Regions from separate parts of the Zea mays genome. Here all the other regions are linked to region 1. Evidence: chromatin contacts called from public Hi-C data. All regions are on one chromosome and are shown on one strand. The core of a region is the stretch at or near the end of the contact, and the rest is flanking DNA. Distances in the headings are between cores, read along the strand shown. Region 1 overlaps LOC100193040. Region 2 holds the start of LOC103643599 (F-box/LRR-repeat protein 15). Region 3 has its middle 16 kb from the start of LOC100274380.

Region 1 (3,362 bases), core at 305-2,804:
ATAGGAAAACTGCTGGCGACAATCTAAAGATCTGTTTGGTTCAGCTATAAATTCTTGAAAATCTAATTATAGTGGTGAGCTATGAGAAAGCTGTTGTGAGCTGACAATGTGATAAAACTAGAATTAATTTGGTTGAAACTACTGTCAACTATAGATTCTATAAGAGCATGATAACTTATATCATAGATAAATGAATCTGAAAAATCCAGAGTAGAAGGTAATTCTGAATTAAACTATCGAAATCTATAAATTTTGATGAATCTATTCTGCTGTTGTATCCATTTAGTTGAGATTTTAGATTTTTAGCAGCAAATATGCAGAGGCAATGCAACGGAGGCGAAGGCCGGTGGCCCAAAACTAATAGGGGTCCAATATTTAGTATCTATCTATACCACTATATAATTCACAAGTTTAAACTTTGAAAACTCATCCAACCAAATAATCCACACACCTATAATCTTCACTACATCCACCAAATAAATTGCACACATACTTAACACACCATGAAAACCAACGGTTTAGATTGTTGAATAACCTCATCTCCCTTGCTTAAATCTAATGGATAATATTATTTGAATCATCTCTCATCCTTCAATCCTCCCCTCTCAGCGTCTCCACTGTTGTTAACCCCTCCCCTCGCGCTGCCACCATCGTCGTCCACCCCCTCTCCTCCCCTTCCAAGAAACGTAGCATTAGCACGGGCTATATGGTAGTAATAAAATAGTAGGGGTAGCCAACAAGCCAGTATCGTCGCTAGCATATGGACGCATGCCGCACACGGACCGCGCAACACGCGCTGCCCACTGCCCAACTGTCATACCCACACCTCCACACGAGTGCGCTTCTGTGCGACCACACCCTCCACGCGATCGTCGTTCGCCATCTCGCCGGTCTAGCCATTCATGATTCTAGGACGCTGGGCACCACTGCGCAGGCACCAAGCACGCACGATCGAGCGATCAGGATTCAAGTTAACCTGCAATCGTCGTTCTTATTTCTCAACATGCGAAGTGCTAATCTGCACCGTTGTATATTATCTAGCGTCTTAGATATTTTAAAAATTAATTTCAGTGCACATCATCAATTACCTACGAAATGCTAATCTGCATTGTACCGTTGTATATTATAGAATTTTTATATAGTCTAGACAGCCACCTCAATCAGTTCGCGAGTCCCTCAAAATCATAGGACCGGGGCTGCAAATCTGATTAGTAAGCTGAACCAAATGCATACTAAGTTCGAAATGGATATCCAAATTTACGGCCCGTTAGAAACCAAATGCGCCAACGACGGCAGCCGTGGAGATTAGTGCGAGCGTCTCGCTGCCAAACTGGCCTTCAGCCTTTCATCAAGGCCGCCGCGGAGTCCAGTTTCGTCGTCAACAACCGCCGTTGGCTGCCGGACTTCAAGCGCAGGATCGCTTGGCTGTTCACCGTGCATTTCCAGGCGCCCGTGACCGAAAAGCGCTTCGTGGACATGATACAGGGCTACAGGCCCGGCGACGAGCACGCCACTTCCGAAGACGGCTGGACATAACTGACGCGTTCGAGTTCCAGACCAAGACCAAAGCGGTCGTTGGGTAGTATTGATGGTCAAACAGGTCATCCGGCACTGGTATTGGCACTAACCCTATCAGACATATCTTGCCGTACCGTGTCGGCACTAGTGTCTAACCAGCGACAAAGTCACTACACTATAGTGCTTAATCATATCGTGTCAGCGCTATACAACGTTAACACATAATAGTGTTCGTACCAGCCTAAACAAAGCTAAAAATATAGAAGATCTTTAAGATTATATATATAATTTTAAAACTTATATATTTATATCATTATAAAATAAATTCATTATATTTAAAATCATAATAAATAACAATTTACAATCTCATGCATATATCATAATCACATCTATATACCATCGGTTGGTCTAAGTCATGTCTAACTATGTCGGTCACTTAATCGTATCATACTATTGTCAGCCCATCGCGTCGGGGTGATGACCCAAACACAGCACTAGACACGTATCGTACCTACACTGGTACTATATGAATCATGCTCATGCTATACCGAAGCACTACTAGAAATACCGTATTTAGTGTATGCCCATTTAACACCTATTTGGCCATCCATAGCTAGGAGTAGCATAAGTGACGAGATGGCTAGCTGCATGGTCGGCGAGCGGGAAGCGATCATCTTAGCCTCAAGCCAGACTTGTTTTTCATCGGTAATTGCAACGTTTTTTTATTCACAACAATAAAATATTATTTTCTGCAAGAGGGACCAAAAGAATTAAATAAAAGTACCCTCCGAGGTGACGTTGCTTGTTACAGAGGACGTGCCAAGTCATTTCGGGACAACAAGTTTGCACAACGGAAAGCTGTTCAAACCATTTCAGACAGAATATGCCGGTATCTGACAAAGTCCGATGTGGCCTTGAAGCTCGGAGTGAACTCGCAGAAGAAGCTCAGCACTGCAGCCAGGTTGTGGGCGCTGTTCTTCGCCAGGGCTTTCTCCAGAAATAGGGCAGGCTGCACGGTGATCACCTGGGCGAATCCTCGCGTCAGTCATCGGCGTATGCAAGGTGAAAGGGGGAAGAGCGAATCAAAGCAAAGCCAAGGACCTTGTATTTTCTGGCATAGCGCAGGGCCTCCAAGTAGTACCCATCTTGCAGCATCGCAGTCACGTAGTCGTGATGCAGGCCTCGCTCCCTCAGCATGTCCATGCCCAGCTTCCTCGTTGGCGGGTGCTGCAGACCCAGCTCCATAAGTTGCATTGCCAGTTCTTTACACGGCTCAAGAATCTGCAGGAAGTGGTCGAAAGCCAAAATGAAGGCAGCAGCATGTTTCCGAGTGTTTTATGATAAACAACACCAACATCACTAGTCAACCGGAATGTGAACCACAAGTTTTCTTTAATTACTAGCGGTAGTGCATACAAGTCTTAAAACAATTCTTGTAAAAAAACTTAAAACAATAGCCCAGAAATACAGATTAGCAAAATGTGATTCTCCAATATTAAATTCCAGAGGGTTCAACCATAAAATACGCTAAGACTCTAAGAGGCCAGATTCTACAGAATCCAGGTAAAATGTAAACATACTTGTTGTCTGAGGGGGCAAAAGACAAATGCAAATTATATGACATGGCAAAGCAGTAGCCTCATTTGTATACATGCAAAGTAACTCTAAATTGTTGGAACCAATAGGAAAACTACAAGGCACAAGCTAACCATTCTAAATTATAAAATATTTTAGTTTTTCCAGATACACGTAGCTTTTACTATGCACTTAGATATACACTCACTGTATTTAGATACATAGGAAAAGCAGTGTATCTAGAAAAACCAAAACGTCTTGTAATTTGA
Region 2 (3,362 bases), core at 260-2,759, 460 kb after region 1:
CTTCATTCTCTTCGGGAGTAGGAACAGTCCTGTCTCCATCATCTGCCCTCACAACAGACATATCTCGGAAATATCTTCCCCTCATATTATCAAGATGACTCTGTTTAATACTTGATTTTCCGAAAACTGTATGACTTGGTCGCCAGGGTCGATCTTCGGAGTCTTCGCCACCACTTTCCACATCATAACTGTCACTATCACCGGTGTCTTCAGATAAGCATTCTAAAATTTCTCTAGTAATCTTCTCTGTATTTGTCTTTGTTATTGATTCAATAAAGCCAAGATTCTTCTCCTCAGAAAGACTCAGCTTCGTTTCAGCGACAACTTTCTTATCTTGAGACATCTCTTCGAAAATGCTGAAAATGTGCTCTTAAGGCAGAAGCTTAGAAAATCTAAAAAGCCAGGCAAGCGTTTGTAGGCAAGAGCTAAAAATTGAGCAAGCAGAGCAGATGGCAAAAAGCATGCCAAATGAGCTCGTGGTATGCTCTTATTTATACGCCTAGTGCGTTGCAAGTTGGAGGGCCCCGCTTGTCATTGACTGTTGCTATTCTAGCAAAAGGAAGATGTTTTTTCGGACCTTGGGCTTAGGGCCTTCGTCCATATCGCAATCTGAATTTACCATTCTAACAAATTAATATTGCGAGGGGCTACTGTTGGGGGCCTTCGGCTTCCGAAGGTCCTCAAAAACATGATTTAATAATGTTTCTGGAGTATAATACATGAACAGGTACCTTCGGACTTGGGTCAAAACCACAGTGTGAAGAAGCACAAAGAATACGAAGGATGGTGCAGAGCCGAAGCTATGTGCAGGGGAGCTTCGGCGTGATAGCAGAAAAGGAAACCGACTTAAAGGGGAAAAGGCTATTTAGACCCCGATGGATTACTATAGAGTTATTAGTAAATGTAAAGGGCATGAGTGTAATTTTACATGGGCTGCGTCCCGTGCCTATAAATAGGTGAACAGTGCTCCCGTACTGTTCACGTTGATCTGGCATTTGCTTTTGCATCACACTTGTACCCTTACCTTCTTTCGAGCTAAGGTACATTTATAATTTGACATTATTTCTATCTTTCTACAATAATAAAATAGAAACGAGTTGATAATAATATATGATTGTTTATGTTATTCTTTTATATATTTCATATGGTTCCCTCTTCGTTATTATGTATTATGCTGATGAAGGTATGTCCTTCATAATCTTCGTCTGAAAATCGTTATATCTCAAGGAAAATAATGCTTCAAAGAACGAAAGACTTTAACGTTTAACCTTTTTGTGTTGCCTTGTTCTTAACTCATAACATTTGAGAACAAGTCTCCAACACAGTCGTTGTCGTGACCCAGTGCTCTATGGCTAGAGAAATTTGTTATTTACACTCCATTTTAGCTTTATGTTATTATACCATCTCATGTTTATGATTGATAGAATCATTTGTGACAATGATTTATAGATCCGATAATATAGTAGCGAAGCTCATAAATGATAATGACAAAATTGCAAATGTCTTGTCAGTCTATAGCACAAATATGGCCGCGCCCCATCACCTCTGTCTCGAGCCGTCCCTCTCAATCCCCCGCACCCTCTCTCCCTGAGCGCTCGCGAGCCTGCGGCCACCACCGCCGTCTCCACGCCGCGCAGATCCGCCCAGCCGGTTCGGCCCCACTCGAGAATACGTGTACGGACGCAGGCCCCGCCCACCTCGCCGAGGACTCGCTCCTGTGTCGTGCGCGCCAGCACTACCGGTGGCCGTGCGCGGCTGGGCCGTGCCGATTCGACCGAATCCGGTGGAATTCACCGTGCCGTGGTGTCAAATCGGTGAGCTCCGTTGGGTTACGCGTGGGTGGAGGCTCGTTCAGGTCTGGGCGGCCGTAAGTGGCGCCGGGCATGGTTCTAGGGTTTGGTTTTGGTCTTTTGGCGTGAGGGCATGGCGGATGGGGGCCGGATGAAGGGCGTACAGAGCGCTGGCGGTGGCGCCGGTGACGACGAAGAGGGGAATGAGGAGGTGCGAGAGGAGCCGGAACTCGCGCTGTCGCTGGGGCGGCGAGTCTGGCACCTCCCGCCGCGGCAGGAGGCCGCTCCCCGCTCACTTAACTGGACTCCGGTTCTGCCGGAGTGGAACCCCGACGCCGCTGGGAGCTCGCAGGGTGTGGAAAGGGCCTTGGGCGGACAATCCATCTCTTCTCTTGGGTTCCATGACATGTTTGGTGGTATCCTAGACGATCCCCAAGCGGGTGGCAGTATGGAGGTTGGGTGGGGCAAGCTGAACGAAGAGGATGAAGACAGAGACCTGCAGAATAAACGGCTCAGAGTACGACACTTTGGCGAGTAAGTTATGCCAATGTTGCTCCTCATCTTTAGTATTTTGCATGATGTGGACTTTTTGTTGTTCGTTTAAATGTTTTGTTTCTCTAGATCCTATTGATAGTAGTTTCAGGAAAACCTGCCTAGTGAAATTGAAACGAAGCTGCACTTCATGCATTATGTAATTGATGTGGAGTTGCAACCTAAGGTCTTGTTCTTTTGCATGTATGTGGAGGATACCTAAGATGTCTTGAACTCAAGCATGAAAATTTATGCAGTGCATTTTTTGATGTTCGTGTATGTTGAAATGCTGAGCCCATTCTAACAACGGTAGCAAAGATGTAATGCAGTTGCCTGAAGTGTTGTTTTTGTAATCACTGCCTCCCTGGTTTGAAATGATAAAGGACCCACAAATGGATCAATGGAGAAAGTGTTTGCTCTAAGGCCATTCTCAATAACAGTTTCATGAGAGTAATTAGTATGTCACATAGAATTAATTGATATGCCACATAGGATTTTTGATGACATGGCACTACATTTCATAATGAAATAGGTGAAACTACTTTCACCTTTCTGAAACTATGTCAACCCGTTTCTAAGGTATTGGAAAGCGCATGAAACCTCCATTGAGAGCGATTTATTTTATCTCCATCTATTCCTATTGATTATTTAGATGCAACATTTAAGTCACATGTTAGCCTATGAATTTTCACAAAATTGTCCCTTCCAACTATATTCGTGAAGACTAAGTTACTCTGTCCAATCCAAATTGTAAATTGTTTGAGGAATGACTGGCCTGACGCAGTGGTGAGAGCCCTTTGACTGAGCCAGGGGTAAGGCTCCCCTTGGTTATTCCTTCCCAGACCCTATTCTTGTGGGAGCCACCAATATTGGGCCTGTCCTTTTCCAGATACATAGCTCTTGCTAGCACCTAGATTCATAATAAAAGCTATCTATCTAGAAAAGCCAAAAGAACTTGCAATTTGGAATGGAGAGTGACAGGTCCCTAGGTACGGGGTACCCAACGTGAGCCCATTACTGGTGGCGGTCCAACTGGGCGAA
Region 3 (3,362 bases), core at 321-2,820, 270 kb before region 1:
TGCTATCTCATCTAGCCCTCACGATAGAAATGTCGCGGAAATATCTCCCTTTCATAGCATCAATCTGACTCTGCTTGATGGATGACTTTCCAAAGATGATATGACTCGGCCGCCAGGGCCGATCTTCATCATCTTTGTTTCCACTTTCCAAATCAAAACTTTCGCTCTCGCCAGAATCCTCAGACAACCCATCCAACATTTCATTGGTGATTTTTCTCTGTGTTTGTCTTCTCCATAGCTACATAAAACCCAGCCAATGCAGGGTCAACAACCTTCTTCACTTCAGCCATTTAATCAACGGTTGTGCAAATGCCGAAGCTTGCAAATTAATCAAAACTTGGCAGAGCAAGAAAATTAAGAATGACAAAAATAGCGCAAGCAGTTGAGATGGCACATCAAACGCTATCAATGTGAGTCCCTATTAATATGCCCAGCGCATCATAGTTTGGTGGGCCCTGCATGTCAGTGTCTTTCGCTATTCTAGCGAGGGAAGGTGTTTTTTTGGACTTTCGGCTAAAGGCCTTCGTTCACGTCGCAGTCTAAATTTGTTAATATAGAAACAAATTAATACTGCGAGGGGCTACTGTTGGGGGCCTTTCTCTTCCAAAGGTCCTCAAAAACGTGACTAATATGTTTTTATTGTAACATAAACTATTACAGGAAGCTTTGGCTTTGAGATGAAGGTATACGTGATATGGAGATACAATCCGAGGGTAGGATGAACGGACACCGAAGCTGTGGCTGAAGGAGCTTCGGCTTAGTATGATGATGAAGGTGAAAGATGAAACCGACCTAAAGGGGAAAGACTACTCAGCCCTTGATAGCTCGCCTTATGATTAGCAATAAATGTTAGGTACATGAATGTAATTTTGTCCGGGCTGTGTCCCGTGCCTATAAACAGATGAACAGTAACACCGTACTGTTCACGCCGGATTGTAATTGTTCTCGCATCACTCTCTCATTTTCACCTTCTGCTAAGACGAATGTATTAATGTAATATAAATGTCATTGATGTTTATCTATATTTATAAAATGATAATAGAGATAACCTATTGATTTGTAATGATTATTCATCTTCTTTTGTGTTCTATGTGTCTTTGTTTATACTAATTCACTGAAATGATGAAGGTATGTCCTTCATGACCTTCGCCCGAGGATCATTATATCCCAAGGGAGATAATGCTTCGAAGGACGAAAATCTTTAATCATTAACAATTATGTTGCTTTGTTCTTGATGTATAGTATTCGAGAACAAGGGCCAACACCAAGTCTACCAAAAGCTTTGATGATTTTGAAACTCCTAATATATTTCTAAAATTCTAATAAACTTTGCATAACCATATTTAAAAGCTATATAATTATTTGCAATAAAAATCTTGAAACTATTTTATTAAATACTATATGATTTCATGAGTCTATTAAAATTGGTCTCATGATTTTACCATTTTTCTACTATTTTTACTGGATTTTGTAAGTTACCAACAAAAAGAAAAGAATAAAGCGTAAATAGTACTGGGCTCAAACGAACCCGGGTCGGCCCACGAGTAGAGGAAAGTACCCGCGCCCATGTCCGTGACTTTACGCAAAGGCCCCTAGCCATTCAAATAACCAGGCATGAGTCCACGGTACTATTCCACATGTCACTGACATCTTCACTTAAACCTTCCTACTTCTATTTCTTTACGGTTTCAAGTCCCCGATTGTGCGTTGATCAAACACCTAGCTCTGGCCAAGGGGCTCATCGTTGGTGACCCTTACCAGTGGTAGCAAGCACATAGGCACCACACTAGAGACTGCCCGGGCACATTACCGAGACTAATTTGACTGATCCTCCCCTAATTCTTATCTGCCCACGACGACGGTGGAGCTAGAGCTCCGACAAGGCTGTTCCTCTCAGCACAAGGCGGTAGCGTTTTAACATAGGAGCTTAGAGAGTATTAGTGGCTCACCAGAAGGCTAGAATGACGGTCGGTAAGGCAGGCGAATGGATGGAGCAACGAGTGAACGTGGAGACGGTCTATGGCGAGTTCCCGAGCGGCGACATAATGTTCTCGGTTCTTCGCTGTGGTAGCGTTCGATCGGTAGTCAGTGAGCAACAAGAGACTGTAAGGATGCTAGAACATAGACTAGAGGGGGATAAACATACAGGAGGGGCTCTAGCCACGGGGAAGCTTCTCACGGCGGCGATGGTGACTAATTTCGGGGAAATCCGAAGCGTACGAGCTATGGTGGACGTGAAGGGCTGGCTAAGGGTGGACTGGGTTTGTAAGAGAAGGGCAAAACACAAAAGGCACTCAATTTAAAGAGGCCGGCCACCTGCTTTGCGAATTTGAGATGGGATTGAACTCCACGACGGTGAAATTTTTCACTGGGTAAGCTTCATGGCGCGCAGTAGTGTAATGGCTCAAGGAGGGGTAACTCGCTATCTGACACGGTCATAGTGACGTGGTGAATTGGTCCCTGGCATGGCACAACCGAGGAAGTCAGCAACCACCAAGGTGACGGCCGCTCGGCCACATCGCTGGGCAAGTGGGCACGACAGCGCAGAGCTCCAATTCAACCCTCATGTGATCTTTTCACCCCTCCGTCGATCTTTTTACTCACCATGCCTTTGCCATCCTTAGCCATGCGTGAATCACAGCGCCGAGCGTGGATCACGGCGCAAAGCACACCGGCGGTGAAGGGATCTTCTTCTGTTTACTGTACAATGCAATACTCCCTTTCGGTGTGTCTGACAGAGCTACTTTGAGGGCATATTACTCCCATTTCCAAGTACTAACATACCAACTTGAATTTAGCAAATTTGTTCTCCTATATAACATCTTCAACTTTGTCACAGTGACCCTAGCCTTAATCTAACTAGATCATCCATAATTTGGCTCCAAATTTAGACCAACGCCACTGTCAGTCTAGGTTTAGAATGCCCTTGACTGAGCCATACTTCAAGGGTGTTTTACTCAAATTGATACTACTATAGTAGCTCTACAACTTTGTCATGGTGACTTACTACAAAACCCTTATGTATTTAAAACTACAAGTGTCCAAAGTTGGCTCAATATCACTGTTTTGCAGAACTTCAACTCTTGAGCACATGTGAACTTTTGCACTTTACTCCAATTTACTCCACAACACATGGAAATCCCCAAATAGAAAAATCTTAGGCTCTAAAAACTCTACTACTTGGGTACATACACTTTTTTTTGCAAAAAGTGATTAGAATTTGAAATCACCCTATAAGGCATTAGTTAGGATTTTTGGACTCCAAACTAGGGTTTTGGTGTTCCAAAGTGCTTTAAGTGCTTAACCTCCCTAGTTTTTACCCTTATAAGCATAATCTTCAATAAGTATGCTCTATGCCCAAA

The links. A called contact is a pair of places that touch in the nucleus more often than the background predicts.
Region 2: a contact with region 1 is called in a Hi-C map of ear, with 2.9 times the contacts expected there. The contact joins the promoter of LOC103643599 here to the enhancer-like site in region 1. A contact is called at or near these places in 6 of 25 Hi-C or Micro-C datasets (ear, endosperm, leaf and 1 more).
Region 3: a contact with region 1 is called in a Hi-C map of tassel, with 5 times the contacts expected there. The contact joins two enhancer-like sites. A contact is called at or near these places in 7 of 25 Hi-C or Micro-C datasets (endosperm, leaf, leaf mesophyll and 1 more).

Annotation. Positions count from the first base shown.
Region 1 is chr1:249,777,692-249,781,053 of Zm-B73-REFERENCE-NAM-5.0, forward strand. LOC100193040 reads right to left here. Exons shown (of 14, transcript NM_001358599.1): 13 at 2,620-2,799; 14 at 2,214-2,542. The coding sequence ends at 2,381. Among protein-coding and RNA genes, the nearest start is that of LOC100193040, 23 kb to the right of the region's middle. Within about 2 kb of position 1,555, at least 10 of the 20 cell types and tissues checked have an H3K27ac peak or open chromatin away from gene starts, as enhancers often do. A contact at or near this core is called in ear, leaf mesophyll and tassel, where this site is marked.
Region 2 is chr1:250,241,049-250,244,410 of Zm-B73-REFERENCE-NAM-5.0, forward strand. It overlaps LOC103643599 (F-box/LRR-repeat protein 15), which reads left to right and starts at 1,510. Exons shown (of 17, transcript XM_020546794.1): 1 at 1,510-2,324. The coding sequence starts at 1,924.
Region 3 is chr1:249,504,006-249,507,367 of Zm-B73-REFERENCE-NAM-5.0, forward strand. No RefSeq gene overlaps it. Among protein-coding and RNA genes, the nearest start is that of LOC100274380, 16 kb to the right of the region's middle. Within about 2 kb of position 1,571, at least 15 of the 20 cell types and tissues checked have an H3K27ac peak or open chromatin away from gene starts, as enhancers often do. A contact at or near this core is called in leaf mesophyll and tassel, where this site is marked.